Regions from separate parts of the Zea mays genome. Here regions 1 and 2 are each linked to region 3. The links are chromatin contacts, called in public Hi-C maps. All regions are on one chromosome and are shown on one strand. The core of a region is the stretch at or near the end of the contact, and the rest is flanking DNA. Distances in the headings are between cores, read along the strand shown. Region 1 holds the start of LOC103646123 (pentatricopeptide repeat-containing protein At3g22470, mitochondrial). Region 2 holds the start of LOC103646122 (ARM repeat superfamily protein). Region 3 holds the start of LOC100285687.

Region 1 (4,611 bases), core at 1,016-3,515, 200 kb before region 3:
GAACAGAAATACCAAAAAACCGAAAACCAAACTTTATCAATTCTAAAATTTGACTATTCGATTATGTGAACAAAATATGTGAAGCAATTAAGTTGTTATTCATTGATTTATATGTGATGTATGATGTATCTCTAAATATTTGTACCTATATATTTTTTACTTTTTAAAATTATGTGAAATCTATCATGTAAACTTGTTGTATGTGTTGTCTTGAGTATAAGTTTGGTATTCGGTTTTTACCGAAAAACCGAAGTAAAAAACCGAAATCGAACTTCTGGGTTTTTCATTTTCGAGAAAACGGATCGGTTTCTAATGTCTAGAAAACCGAAGTTTTTTAAAACCGAAAAACCGAACCAAAGTTTCAAAAAAACCCCGAATGTCCAGCCCTAGATAAACGGGCAACCATTGTTTGACTGACAAAAGATGCAAAACTTCCCGAGTCCAATAGAATAACCACGGCTAGGCGCTGCATGACCCCATTGAATTGCACTGTCTTTGAGTACTTGTTCCACCCACAACATCAGTAGACAAGGAAAAGGAAAAAAAAAAGACAGATGATTCATTGATACTTTGCCGTGGGCCGTTCGAGTCCTCTGTTTGCCACATGATGTCGTCGTCGAGTCGAGTGGCTTGGGACGACGTCAAGGTCCACGACGGCCGTTTAAATACGAGTGAGAAAAGGCTCTTCCCTCGCAGGTCCACTGTCAAACAGTTGCATGGAATGGTCAAGGATGAAATTTTATTCTGAAACAACAGTATTGAACAACGAATAGCCCCAAAAAAACACAGCAAAAGTATACGAAAAATATGCACGGCCGAACACTCAGCCTCGCGACTCGGGGACGCAAGCAGAGAACGCAGGAAACTAAATAGGAAATTCGTGAAACCGCACTGCCTTTTCCCTAGCGGGTCCTCAATTCAGCCCATTATTGCAGCGAGGCCCGCGGCCCCGAACAGCAGGCCCATCGCGAGGCGGGCGCCGCTGCCAGCCGCGCTGGAGTCCGACTCGTCCGTCGTCGTCGCGCCACCGGACGCCGGCTTCGTGTTCGTCGCCCGCACGGAGGGACCCGACGGAGTCGCGGTGTTGTCGGCGCTGCTGCTGCCGCCGCCGCCGCCGCCGGAGACGGTGATGGCGACCTTCATGCCCGAGGCGCAGTGGCCGGGGGCGCCGCAGATGAAGTAGCGGGTGCCGGCCTTGGTGAGCGGGATGGTGGTGCTCTGGCCCTGGTGCGACCGCAGCGGGTTGCTCGCCGAGCACGCGCCGTGGTCCGCCTCGCTCACCTCCAGCACCGAGTGCGCCGAGCTGTACTGGAACGCTGCAACGCAAGAACCGGCAGGCCGCGCGGGGTCACTGGATTTCTCCTTCACGAGATACTGAGATATACACGCGGACGATCGAACGAACGTGCCACTGACATTATATACGAGAACATGATGCATGCATGGACACAGCATTGGCGGCTACTGTACTGTACGTATCTGAATCTGACGACGAGCTTTATTTGGCACGTACAGAGCGTGTCGCCGATGGCGAACGGCTTGCCCTTGGCCCAGGCAGCGTAGTCCACTCCGGACTTCCACCCGGACGAGTCGCCGACCATGTAGTCTTTTGCGGACGCCGGCACGACGGCGACGAGGGGGACGATGACCAGGAGCAAGCGGCGCGGAGTAGTGCCCGCCATTTTCCTGGCGAGATGCTGGCGTAATATTCAAGCTAGCAGGCGACGACAAGACTGGAGGATGATCGAGTGAGGTGAGTCAGGAAAGTGATGAATGCACAAGGCTGTTTAGGCGTCGAGAACGCTAGCTTCTTATATATACAGGCCAATCGGTGATAATCAGGCGTTGTTTCATTTCTGTCTACGTACGTGCGCGGGGGATACGGATATTGCGTTAAGCTACGGTAGCAGTGGTGGTGGCCGAATTAATTTCGTTAATTCCGTACCTCTCGTCACTTTAGTCTTCGCACAAATGCGTACGAGTACGACGAAGGTATTTAGTGGCTTCCTTTGCCTTGCCCCATGGAAAAGAGAAGAAAGAGCCTGGAGATGATGATTAATGTATACCTAATACAAAGGCGTACCACCGTAGTAAGTACTTATTAGTAAGTAGATAGATGATGATGGCTGAACAAAGCCAATAATTTGTGTACCGAATTATTATTATTATTATTTTGGTAGAGCGTCGCCGTTGAATGAGTTGCTTTGCTTATTGCACGCACCATCGTTGCTATTTCGTTTGGTTTGGGGACAACAAGAGACGGAATAGGCCTGTTCCAACTTTCTAAGATGGGAACGGTACCCCATCTTATTCTTTTAAAAAAATAGTTTTTTTTGCGTTTGATTGAGAGGATGAGAACGATCTTGCTCCGCATTTGTTTAGGAGGAAGGAGATTGATGGAATTCGCCACCATTTGATATCCGGGACGTGAGACCTGCATGTTATTATCCTTACTCTCGCCTTTCTTCCTTTCCCACGTTTGTCCGGCTTCACCCGTACGCACAAAACCATCTCCATACGTTGGACCTTTAATCCAATAATCTTCGTGAGAAAGCAGAGCAACAAGAGGGGTACTTGAAGCGGGTGTACCGGAGTTCATCGTCGTAGTCGCAGTCCACCGCCTTGTCCATCTTCACGTCGACGCCTTCTCCTCCTCACGTCACGTCTCGGCCAGGTGATCCCGCGCGAGTGGAAACAGGACGCGAGGAGCGGAGTAGCGGACTGCCTTCAGACGCTGGGGGTGCCGAAGCCTGAGACGATGGGTGGTGGGTGGTCTGCGCCCCTTCGCGGCTCGGGCGCACGGAGTGGGAGAGGAGCGTGGGATGCCGGTGGAGGCGGCCGCCGCGGCGCGGTTCCAACTTCGGCTGCGTCCACTGCGGGTAGCAACTAAAAGGCAACAACACCATCGCTCCTTTCTCTGCCAAACCTAGCCCGGCAACTTTTCCGACCGAGGCGTAATTTCGCGCCCTCCTCTCCCCCGGGCTGCAAGCCCGCCGCAGCCACCGCCGCTCTCAGAAGTCACTGCAAGTCTTCTTCACCTCCTTATGCCCTCCCGCTCCCCTCCCATTGCCCGTCTCCTGCATCTACGCCGCCTGTCCAAGTCCGCTCGACATTACCTACTTCGCTTCGCCGCCATCGCGAAGGAACACTCCGACCAGCCCCCGCCCCCGCCTCTCCCGTCGCGACCACGGTCCCCGCACCCCTACGACTACAACCGTCTCATGTCCGCGCTCGCCGCTTCAGTCGACGGTGACGGTCACCACCCAGGCGCCGGTGCCGAGCGGGCCCTCCACCTGCTCGACGAAATGCGGAGCCTCATGGGGCGCCGCCCCGATGCCGCCTGCTTCACCACGGCCGCCGCGGCGTTCTCATCGGCGTCTCAGCCGGGAGCCGCGCTCGCCGTGCTAAACGCCATGGCCACCGATGGCGTCATGCCCGACGCTGCTGCTTGCACTGTGCTCGTCGGGGTGTACGCCTGCCGCCTGCATTGGTTCGACGCGGCCTATGAGGTCGTCAGGTGGATGACGGCGAACGGCGTGGCCCTGGACGTAGTCACCTACTCGACGCTGATATCTGGGCTGTGCAGCGCCGGGCGGGTGGCTGAGGCGCTTGGCGTGCTGGACCTGATGCTGGAGGAAGGGTGCCAGCCCAATGCTCACACATATACGCCCATCCTGCACGCCTACTGCACGAGCGGGATGATACATGAGGCCAAGGAACTCTTGGAAACGATGATTGCAGCTGGTTTTGCACCGAGCACAGCCACTTACAATGTCCTGGTTGAAGCTCTATGCAAGGCTTGTGCTTTCAATGAAGTAGATGCGCTTCTTGAGGAGAGCAGTGCAAAAGGGTGGACACCGGATACAATCACATACAGTACTTACATGGATGGACTATGCAAAGATGGCAGAGTACATAAGAGCTTTGCATTGGTAGATAAGATGTTGTCTGTTGGTCTGCGGCCCAATGAGATTACTCTGAATATCCTCCTTGATGGGGTTTGCCGCAGGTCAACTGCTTGGGCTGCCAAGTGCCTGTTGGAGTGCAGTGCAGAGATTGGATGGCATGTCAATGTTGTCAACTACAACACTGTGATGAGGAGGCTTTGCGATGAGCGGAGATGGTTGTCTGTTGTCAAGCTCTTTGTCGATATAGTCAAGAAGGGAATTGCTCCAAATAGCTGGACTTTAAGCATTGTGATCCACAGTCTCTGTAAACTTGGGAGGCTTCATGAAGCACTTTGCTTGATTGGAAGTGAAGAGTTTGTCGCTGATGTTGTGACATACAATACTTTGATCCGTTATCTCAACTTCCTGGGGAAAGCTTATGAGGCCTATCTACTGCTTCATCACATGATCGAGAAAGGTATTGCTCCCAATGACACCACCTACAGTCTTTTGATTGACTGTCTCTGTAAAGAGGGGAAATTCTTGGTTGCACTTGGCTGTTTGAACCGATGTATGGAAGGTGGGCTCTCTAAAGCTGTAGTATCAAGTATTTTACGAGGTCTCATCGCTGGTGGTAAGCTTCGTGAATTGCAAGCACTAATCGGATGGATTCTTGGACAAGGTTTCGTATTAGATGTGTATATATACCAGGAATTAATCATTT
Region 2 (4,665 bases), core at 1,648-4,147, 150 kb before region 3:
CACCCCCAAAAGAAAAGGTTCTGAATATGTTCCAAAACATGCATTGTTTTTCTTGTCAAATATGCAGGAGAGCTGTGTACCATTTTATTAAAGTAGAAAATAAACTTTAGTCATTGTAACATATGTGCCACACAGGGAAATAAACTACAGGAAACAAACTAGGTACAAAAAAACAATGTTCTATTAGATAAACAAATAGATGCACATAGACATAAATATAGGTGTTTAGAAGGTGATACATCAATACATTTTGTGAAACCTTTGTTTAAAAAGGCAACACCTAGCTCCGCCTAGGTGCTAAAAGGAGCAGCTCGCCAAGCACCTAGGCATTTTGTTTAACCATTTTCCACCTAGAATATTTTTATGATTGATTTATATACAGAAGTGGGAGAATTAGAGATGGAAAAAAATGGACTATGGATATGGTCATAGAACTCATGGGTGCCTTATAATGTTATTAATATGCCAAATTCCTCTGTTTAACATGACATTACTCTAGAGATCAAGAAAATTATAATCTCCTAGAAACACCTTATTATAAGTGACAGCACCCATACAGAGTTGGTTACCAGCAAAGTGGTACCAAGATTTGTTCTAAAGAGCATTAAGTGGTATGATTACCTTGATTAAAGACTTAAAATAAGGAAAGATAAAATACCTTACACATAATTTTTCCAACGCATAAGCACCAGCTTCTCTAACATGTACATCTTTGTGCTTGAGCAGCTGAAGTAGAGGTTTAACAGCCCCAGCTTCCTTGAATGAGGTACGCATATGTTCATTTATTGATGCATCACCCATTGCTCTAGCAGCCTTTTTGATTGCAGAGACATCTTCAAGTCCAAGGATTAAAACTAACCGTGCAACACCATCTACCCATGGCAAAATGGTATACATGTCATTCTTTTCAGATCCAGATTCCTCTTGTCCTTGATCATCCAACTCAATAGCTCCAACACGTGCAAGGAATTGCTGATTAGAACGTCCTATCATAGCATTAATTTTAGCTTCATCTGGTTTTGTATCGTTCTCATTGACACTCAAGCCAAGGAGCAGTTCGGTAGCACCGTACTTTGAGGGATGAGAACTCCGCTGAATCTTAGAGCCATCAGGAAAAGAGGGCCATGAATGAGGGAGAGGTTTAAAGGCTTTATATGCAGCTGAGCCAACCAAAGGAACCCGAACTAGACCCTCCTCTATTATAAGGCTGTAGTAACAATCATCAGTGGCCAGCTGTATTAGTGAACTTTTAGCTTCCTTTCTAATAATCTTATAGTCATCTTCTTTGGTTTGCAAAAGATGAACCTAAAAAAACAACCCCGAATGATTATTTGGAACAAATTTCAGGAAGTATATAATAACAAGTGGCAAAAGCACTTTGTAGTCCAACAAAATATTAGCATGACTTAAGATTTAATACAGCATTCCATGTTTTAAACATTAAAGCATGACATAAGTATGTGATTATTAGCATTGGGATCCTACAGCTTACCAATTTTGGGATGACGCCTACTTCAACCAAAGCTCCATGACTAGAGGAACTCAAAGCTAAATTTGATATGATACCACCAGCGGCTTCTTTGACTTGTATGTCTTCTTCATCCAGGTAACCAACAATCTTCATTAGGACATCGCTCTTCAGAACCTTGTACCTCCATTTTTCATCAATAGAAAAGTTCCAAATGGTACACAAACACTGCTCTAGAATCTGCAAGAGGAAACCATTATGTTTCCAGTTTCACAATGCATTACGTAGTTCAAAATTGTTTTTATATGTATCATGGATATCAACTATTACCACGCATGCCAGACATGGTAACAGCCAGTTATATTACTTTACAACAAACATGGAATGGAGAGAAAAAGATATTGGAGTTGTAGTGATTAAATTTGCAGCTACCTTGGGGGTTATTGTAGATTTACAGAGAAGATTAATGATTTCTTCCATTGCTCCACTCTCACCAGCCATCTTCCTATATATGTGAACTGACGTAATGTTACGCAGAAGACCTGTGGCTGCTTCGCAGGCAAGAATGGACTCTGATTTCAGGAGGCTAATGATGAGAACAATACAACCAGGGAATTGCATTATCTCATCGATGCTCTTCCTTCCACCAAGGGAGTATTGATAGAGTGTGCAAACAGCATGCTCCCTATCACGGGTGTCATTATCCAAGCCAAGCAATCGAACGAAGAGACCAAGGTATGCAGACCCAGAATTTGTGGCACCAGCAGAGTGATCAACATCCTAACAAAACCAACGATGTGTTGAGACAACAGCAACTCTGAAAGAAATTGCACTTCCAGAATCCATTCTGAATTTCAAAAGTTCGGAACAACTGAAATGAGCTATAAAAGAAACAGTGGTAACAAACTGTCTTTTATAAGCGAAACGCCCACATGTAAACTAATTTCAGAATTTTGTTAGTTGCATTTCAAAACATTCTGAAAATTGCTGTAATACCGCAATTTCTTGCTAACATGGAGCAATTAAAGCATTCTATGGACATTAGGGTTCAGAATAGAGAATACACAACATTGCACCTGTCCTGAAGAACCCTCCCCTTTTGCGAACGCGCCGGCAAGGAGAAGGCGGCGGGCGTGGGTGGCCCCACACGATAGCCTGGCCGGAATAGCAGGTAGAAGGCGGTGGCGGCGGAGGTGAAAGCGACGGCCAAGGTGGTGGTAGCGCGGCAGATGTGAGAGGCCGGGGGATGCAGCGGCGACCGCCGGCAGCATGGCGACAGAGAGAGTTCAGCAAAGGCGCGTCGTGTGCTGTGGGAGGCGATAGGATTCCGAGGGCGTGTTCTGGAAGAACAACAAACGTTTCTCCAGGCTTCTAGTCTCGAACACCGAATAAACTGCGATGTGGCTCGGAAATCCTATCTAGCGGCCCAGGTACGACTCATCACCCTGTTTTATGAAGAATGTACGACCATTTCTCGTAATTCTAACGAAAATTCTGTGTAACAATAAAATAATTTATGCTAATCTAAAATATGAAAAAGAAACTACACAATTGTTTTTTGATTAAAGATAAAGATTTTCTATATTTTATATTATTCGATAAATTTTATATATCTTGTTTATATTTTAGAGAGTCGTCATCGTTTTTTTTGTCTTTAGCTAGCGGGCAGAAAATGTCTATATTTATATCTTGCCGGTGATTTTCTTGGGAAATTAGTACCAATGTCTTTGTTCTAGGTTCGAAATGTCTGATTAACATTATGGTATCGTTGTTAGCATATATTTGTTCCTGTTTTCGAAACCGAGTTCTCTATCTGACTTTGTTCTGTTGTAATTTTTTAAGTAAAAAATATAAAAAAGCTTGGATGTTGTTTGATTCATATATTTGTAGTGTGAACGGTAACTGATTAACGTTCAATCATGTTTGTTTAAATCCAACCGTAGTCGGATATCACACTAAAAACTGATACATGTTTATTCAAATTTTTTGCCGCTGATATTTAAGTATGATTCATTACTGTTATCGTTTATATTACATTTCGTAAACCAAACAACAACTTAGTGTAAAAATAAAAATACTCTCACCTTTTCTAATGTACCAGTTCAAGAAGGGACGCCTCACCTTATGCTCATCTGATGGCTCCCGTGAAATCCAAACCAAAGCAAGGTGACGGTAGAAAGGTGCGGCTCCGTGTCCGATGAGAGGTAACGGGCGGATGGGCTCTATTTGTCGGGCGGGCGAGCGAGAGCTCCGTGTGCCGAGATCTTTGTGTGGGTGACAGGTTCCTTATCAGGAAGGAAGCGACACCATAGATAGCAACAGTTACTGACCTTGGATTGTCCTTTTTAAGAACTTGTTTGTTTTGAAATTAATTCACAAATATTAGATGAGATTGAGTCGGTTTAAATTCATATAAGTCAAAATCCACTTTAATCCCTCCTAATTCACGTCCACTCCAATCCACAAAGAATGAGAATAATCAAATAAGTCCTAAATGTTGTTAGATCGATCTCCTACTTCTTTAACTTGTTGCTTAAGTTGATGTGATGCTTCATCAACATACGATGTTGCTTAGGTCAATCTACCTTTCCTATTTTTTTGTGATGTATACATCACAATGCAGCACATATAAAATAGTTGTTAAAGTTCGCTTGTTCTTTAGCTTACCTAATGGATTGCTGATGAGGTATTGTAAGTTAAAATCATTCAAGTTGAATGTTAACAGAGATATATACACGTTGCTTAAGTTGGTAGATGGTACGACGTAAAGATTGAGCAGGGTTCTAAGCATAATTTGACTTTGTGGCGTTCATCTAAGCATGATGAATCATGAATGTGTAGAATTCTAGGGGTGTTTGGTTTGAAGAATCAATCCATTTTAGATGAGGTGGTGCATCACAAGTCTATTACACAAATTTGGTAGAATGAACTCGTTCCTCATATTATTGCTAATTATTAGTCTATAAGGAATGAAATGGTGATGGATCAACTCATTATGTTCCACAAACTAAACAAAAAAGTGAGGAGTGAGAAAATAATGTACTACATCAATGCTCAAACTAAACACGTTATTAGTGATCAAGATTTGCATGAATGGATGAATATGCATAGTGACACCAGATTAGTCCATATTGATGTTCAACTTGATTTTTTAAGGCCAATATAGCATATCACTCCAACCTAAAGGCAATGCCATC
Region 3 (4,800 bases), core at 754-3,253:
GCCCCAATGGCGGCTCCATCCTGCCACCTAGACGCCTCTTGCCGTCACTCGTTGCATGGTGAGCCACAATACGGATCTGTCTCCTCCCTCTCGTCTTCAGTACCACCGCAAAGCACGACGGCGACACTGATACCATCGCGCCACTTGCTCCACCGAACTATCGACACTTGACAGTTCTTTTTTCTATCTATTGCTTATAGCCTTTTATTTTATTAGCAGATCTTACAGATTAAAGTCAGTTGTTTGAGTTGTTTAGACCACGATAGGATCTTACAAATTAAAGTCAGTTGGTTAAACCATAGTAACTATAATCTATAAAGACAAAATACTCGATATAGATTAAAGCCAAACGATGATATCGTTTCGTTACATACTCAATCGGCTCAGTCCAAATCCAACGTTGGAGCTGTGGTACCCACCTCTCGTCTCGATACTGCTGCCGTGAGCAAGCCACCTTCCTGCCACGTCAGCAGCGTTTGTTTAGTGCTAGCTTCGCCTCCGCAGTTTTGGTTTGAGGGTGGTGATTTCGATTTCGATTCCGATTCCATGCCACGAGTTCAGGTCGTTGTTCTGTTGACTTGCGCGCCTGGTTTAGCCTGCAGGATATTTATCAGACCACGGCGCTCCCATTTGTGGTTCTTTTCTGTTTTTCAACGACTGTTCTTGATCTCATCTTCTCCCTACGTTTTTTCTTTGTACAGATCTCCAAACTTATCAGCAGCACAAGCCCAAGCCCTCACACCACACCACCCTGACAGGTGACAAGGACGCATATACCGAAAATCCGTTTGCAGACAAGACACTTGGATGAATCTACACACAGACAGCTTCTTTCCACTTGCGCGAGTTGCACGGAGCAACAGCGGCATCCGGACCCCCAATTGCTCCCGAGCTTATCGCATTCCGCGCGCCGTCGCATTCGCGCAAGTGCAGCGCAGGGCATCGTCCTGTTTTCCTCAGCTTTCCACCGGCGCACCCGTCGTTGCACTTGCACGCCTCATTGTCTCGCCGCGAGCCCGGTTTAACGCGCGGGGCTAGCTAGATGACGAGCTGCTCCACGCGCGGCGGCATCGCCGCCTGCTCGACCGGCGCGGCAGGGAACCATGGCTGGGCCGGCCGGCTAAGCTGGGAAGGCGGGGGCACCAGCGCCATGGCCATGTTGGCGGCGGCGGCCTCGCCTCGCTTCCGCCTCTTGGGCGAGCCGCCGGTGGAGGACGAGGACGAGTCCGAGGAGGTGGCGGGCTCGGGCAACGCCAACGGCCGCTTGTCCCCGGCGGCCGCGGCGGCGATCTCGGAGCCGATGCGGAGCGGGAAGTTGAGGAGCGCGCGCGAGCCGCGCATGCGGTAGGCGGCGCGGTCGTAGGCGAGCGCGGCGTCCTCGGCGGTGTCGTAGGTGCCGAGCCAGACGCGCGCGCCGTTCTTGGCCGGGTCCCTGATCTCCGCCGCGAACTTGCCCCACGGGCGCTGCCTGACGCCCCTGTAGTGCTTGCCCCTGGCCACGGCCGCCGCGGCCTCCTCCCTCCTGGGGCTGGGCGTGGCGGCCGCCTCGCCCTCGCTGCCGGGCGTCAGTGGCTGCTCCGGGTACGGGAGGCCGCCGAAGCAGGAGCCGTCGTAGGAGGAGGAGTAGTAGGAGTCGGGGGACCGCACCGGCTCGGGCTTCACGTGCGCGAAGGAGCCGTCGGGCAGCCAGCCGTAGGCGAAGGCGTCCTGCAGCGCCCCGAACACCACCATGTCGTCGGCGTCGTCGGTGCGGAACGGGAGCGAGTCGCTCCACTGGTCCGCCACCAGGATCCCGAAGCTCTCGTCGGCCGCCGCTGGTGGCTCCTCCAGGAGGTGCTGCCGGATGGTGTCCAGCATGGACGCCGGGTTAAGCAGCATCCTGGAATGGAACGACCGAGAGAGAGCTCTCTGTTTGGTTTATGATGATGAGCTGACGAAGCGGGAGGGGAGTTGAGTGAGCTGTGTGTTGTGTGGAAGGGAAAGAAGTGATCGAGTTGAACGGCGAGGCGAGGGCTGGGCCGGGGCGCGGCTTTTATATAGGCGGAGGCGGGTTCGTTGAACTTTCCCAACCTGGAGCCAGCCACGTGACGGAATGGGCTTGTTCATTAAAATAAGCAGGGGTCGCGGCCCAGTTAGGCGACGCTAATGCATAGCCCTGATTGTGATCTTAGTCGAGTAGTTTGCGGGGGAGGGCCGCTCGCTTTCCGCCCCTGACCGTTGGTTAAGGTGGATGGATGGGAATGGGATTAGCAGAGTGTGGTGGCGTCAGCGATGAGGTCGGCGTCAGCGGGAGGTGGAGCCCGTCGTGGCGTGGTGGCACTCGGGATCGTGCCTCGTGCGTGCGTGCCGCGGCGCTGTTGGCCCGTGCCCTGCCACCGCTCGGTGCTTTTCTAGATGGTCCATCGCCTGACCAGACCTGCCCTGGTCCGCCTCGGCTTCTCGATCTGGTCAGTTCACACGGCGATCCCGTGACGGCGAAGAAGGCAGAAGGAATACTCTACGTTTTTCCATGGCCTCTGGCGGCGATGATTATTATCACTGAAAAAAATTCTTCGATCCTGACCTGCATTTCCCTCGTGTGTTTTTTTAGACGAGGGAGGCATTTTGTTCCGTTGGAAATCATCCCTGACAGCTAGAAGAGCGGGCGGGCGGGCGGAATCGACAGCCGGAGCCGCGACAAGAGCTGTGGGATCTGTATTCATCAATGCGGTGGCCCTGAGGTTTGCCGTCGCAGGAAGAAATGGCGTGGAAGTCATGTGGTGCATTGCTTCTAGACCGTCTCGTGGCTGCACGGACCCGGGCCGGGGGCTGGGCACGGGAGGATAGAGACAGCCACAGCTAGCTTTTGTGGGGGCCCAGACCATGAGGAGAAAGAAATTAAAGACGACAGCAGCGGAGCTTGAAAGCGTGATCAGCTACTTATCCCATGGACTTTACGAAGATCTGAACAAAGCTACGCTGGCTGCAGCGTGTCTTCTTCCACCCGCTGCTGGGCCTCTAGTACGTTTGTTCTAGGCATATACGTACTCCTGTACTGTCGACGTCGTATAGCGTCATCGTCCAAAGGCGGACGATCTGATCCACTCATCCACCACCGCACATGCACGTCCTGATGCGCTAGTGTGTATGTGTATATCACTGGGGGTATATATCTTAGAAACGTTGGCAGTTTTTGTTTCGGCCGATAATGGGTGCAAGTGCAATTGCAGGAACCGGGGTCGGAAGAGACCGCATGACCTTGACGTGCTTTGCCAGCTAGCTAGCTAGGGGTGGTGATGCATGCATGACTGCTTATTAGCTTTCTGTAACAGCGGCGTCGTCGCGTCGCGCCAATGGGACTCTTGCTTTGCTTGCACAGACATGCATGCCAGACTTGTTTAACAGCGGAGCACGTGATTTTCTCCGGGGATCACGACTCCGCTGCGTGGAAGTCTTGGAGAAGATAACGGTGTGCGGAGGAAATGTGCGAATTGGAAACATTTCAGCGTGCAATCGTGTAATCTTTTCCTAGTATCAGTTTATTCCAAACCGGCACATGCACGTACGAACGCTAGATCTTAGGGCAAGCAGAGCAGAAGCAGACCCGCGGAAATTTTTGGAGCTGCATATTGGATAGTCGTCAGGTCCATAGAAAATTTTGCCCATCGGACACGGACAGTAGTGATTCGTTGGAGCTGCTCAAACGGATAAATAACCTGGAAGCGGTCTGCCGGTCTGAGTGCCTGACCATTCCATTCCCTTTTTTGAACTCTACTTGTTTTCATATAGCATCCCTGGCTAATTAATTAAAGAGATAAACAGTATCCAGATCAGGAAAGTTATTGCTATAACCAATTTCATGGTTTCATGTCATCGCTCGACACTGAATCGAATCTAATCTGCTCCGGATCCGACCACAGGCTGCTAGTTTGCGGTTCCAACCACCATCCCATCCGTCACTGGCTGACTGGCTCACTGCCCACCACAAGGCCACAGGTTTCGTTTCGTATAAAATACTCATCAGTACTCCGTTAAGAAAAAGAGGGTTGACTAGTCAAGCGTCAAGACGGATGTTGACCGTGGACCAGCCGAAGCCACAGGCCCCACTCAGGCACTCACTCCTCCCCCATCCAGGGTTTACAATTTCGTTTGTACCATTCTAAAGTTTGTTCTTTGCCCAAAGTTTGACTTTGTATTATTTTGAATTTGGAATCTAAATACGCAAAATCGGACCAAAATCTGTATCTTGGAACACACCAAAATCTGGAAATTTTACAGAATTTTGGTGTTTTCGGAGCGAGGTTTCTCGGTGATTCACAAGCCTGAACCAATATAAACCCCTTGTCTCATTTTCTTGCTCGGATCTTGGTAATTCACCATTCGGAATGAGTCTGCGCTTGCATCCACACCAAACACAAATCTATTGTGCCCCAGTTTTCAAAACAAGGACAGTTAGATTGTTGTTTAAGATAAAGTGAAATGTTTTCCAAGAATCCTCTGTTTTGATATATGCAAGACATATGGCGAGAGAAGTAACAAATACAAGGTTGTTCTAGGATTTATACCTACTCACGTCTTATAAGGATGCACACATGTTCCTCCTCCATTGTCGCTGCCTAGCCATAAGGACTGATTTAATGACCAAAAATCATGAGGGGGATTTTAGAGGCTCGAGGGAGAGGGGAATTTTAGAGGCTTGAGGGAGAAATTAGTTCATTTTCACGTCAATCACCTTTAATTTCTTTGTGATCCTCTTATCACCAAATCAAGCCTGAATGTGGTGAGCCAGCCCACATGTAATTGAAGCATACAGACACAACT

The links. Hi-C and Micro-C count contacts between places; a contact is called where the count stands out from the background.
Region 1: a contact with region 3 is called in a Hi-C map of ear, with 2.5 times the contacts expected there. The contact joins the promoter of LOC103646123 here to the promoter of LOC100285687 in region 3. A contact is called at or near these places in 2 of 25 Hi-C or Micro-C datasets (ear and leaf).
Region 2: a contact with region 3 is called in a Hi-C map of leaf, with 6 times the contacts expected there. The contact joins the promoter of LOC103646122 here to the promoter of LOC100285687 in region 3. A contact is called at or near these places in 10 of 25 Hi-C or Micro-C datasets (bundle sheath, ear, endosperm and 3 more).

What each region holds. Positions count from the first base shown.
Region 1 is chr2:22,315,543-22,320,153 of Zm-B73-REFERENCE-NAM-5.0, reverse strand. LOC103646123 (pentatricopeptide repeat-containing protein At3g22470, mitochondrial) reads left to right here and starts at 2,265. Exons shown (of 2, transcript XM_008670844.3): 1 at 2,265-4,611. The coding sequence starts at 3,045. It overlaps LOC100283414, which reads right to left and starts at 1,789. Exons shown (of 2, transcript NM_001371935.1): 1 at 1,514-1,789; 2 at 446-1,316. The coding sequence starts at 1,682. The coding sequence ends at 919.
Region 2 is chr2:22,260,863-22,265,527 of Zm-B73-REFERENCE-NAM-5.0, reverse strand. LOC103646122 (ARM repeat superfamily protein) reads right to left here and starts at 2,897. Exons shown (of 10, transcript XR_562005.3): 1 at 2,545-2,897; 2 at 1,901-2,248; 3 at 1,493-1,708; 4 at 659-1,305.
Region 3 is chr2:22,113,995-22,118,794 of Zm-B73-REFERENCE-NAM-5.0, reverse strand. LOC100285687 reads right to left here and starts at 2,003. Exons shown (of 1, transcript NM_001372319.1): 1 at 654-2,003. The coding sequence starts at 1,878. The coding sequence ends at 1,039.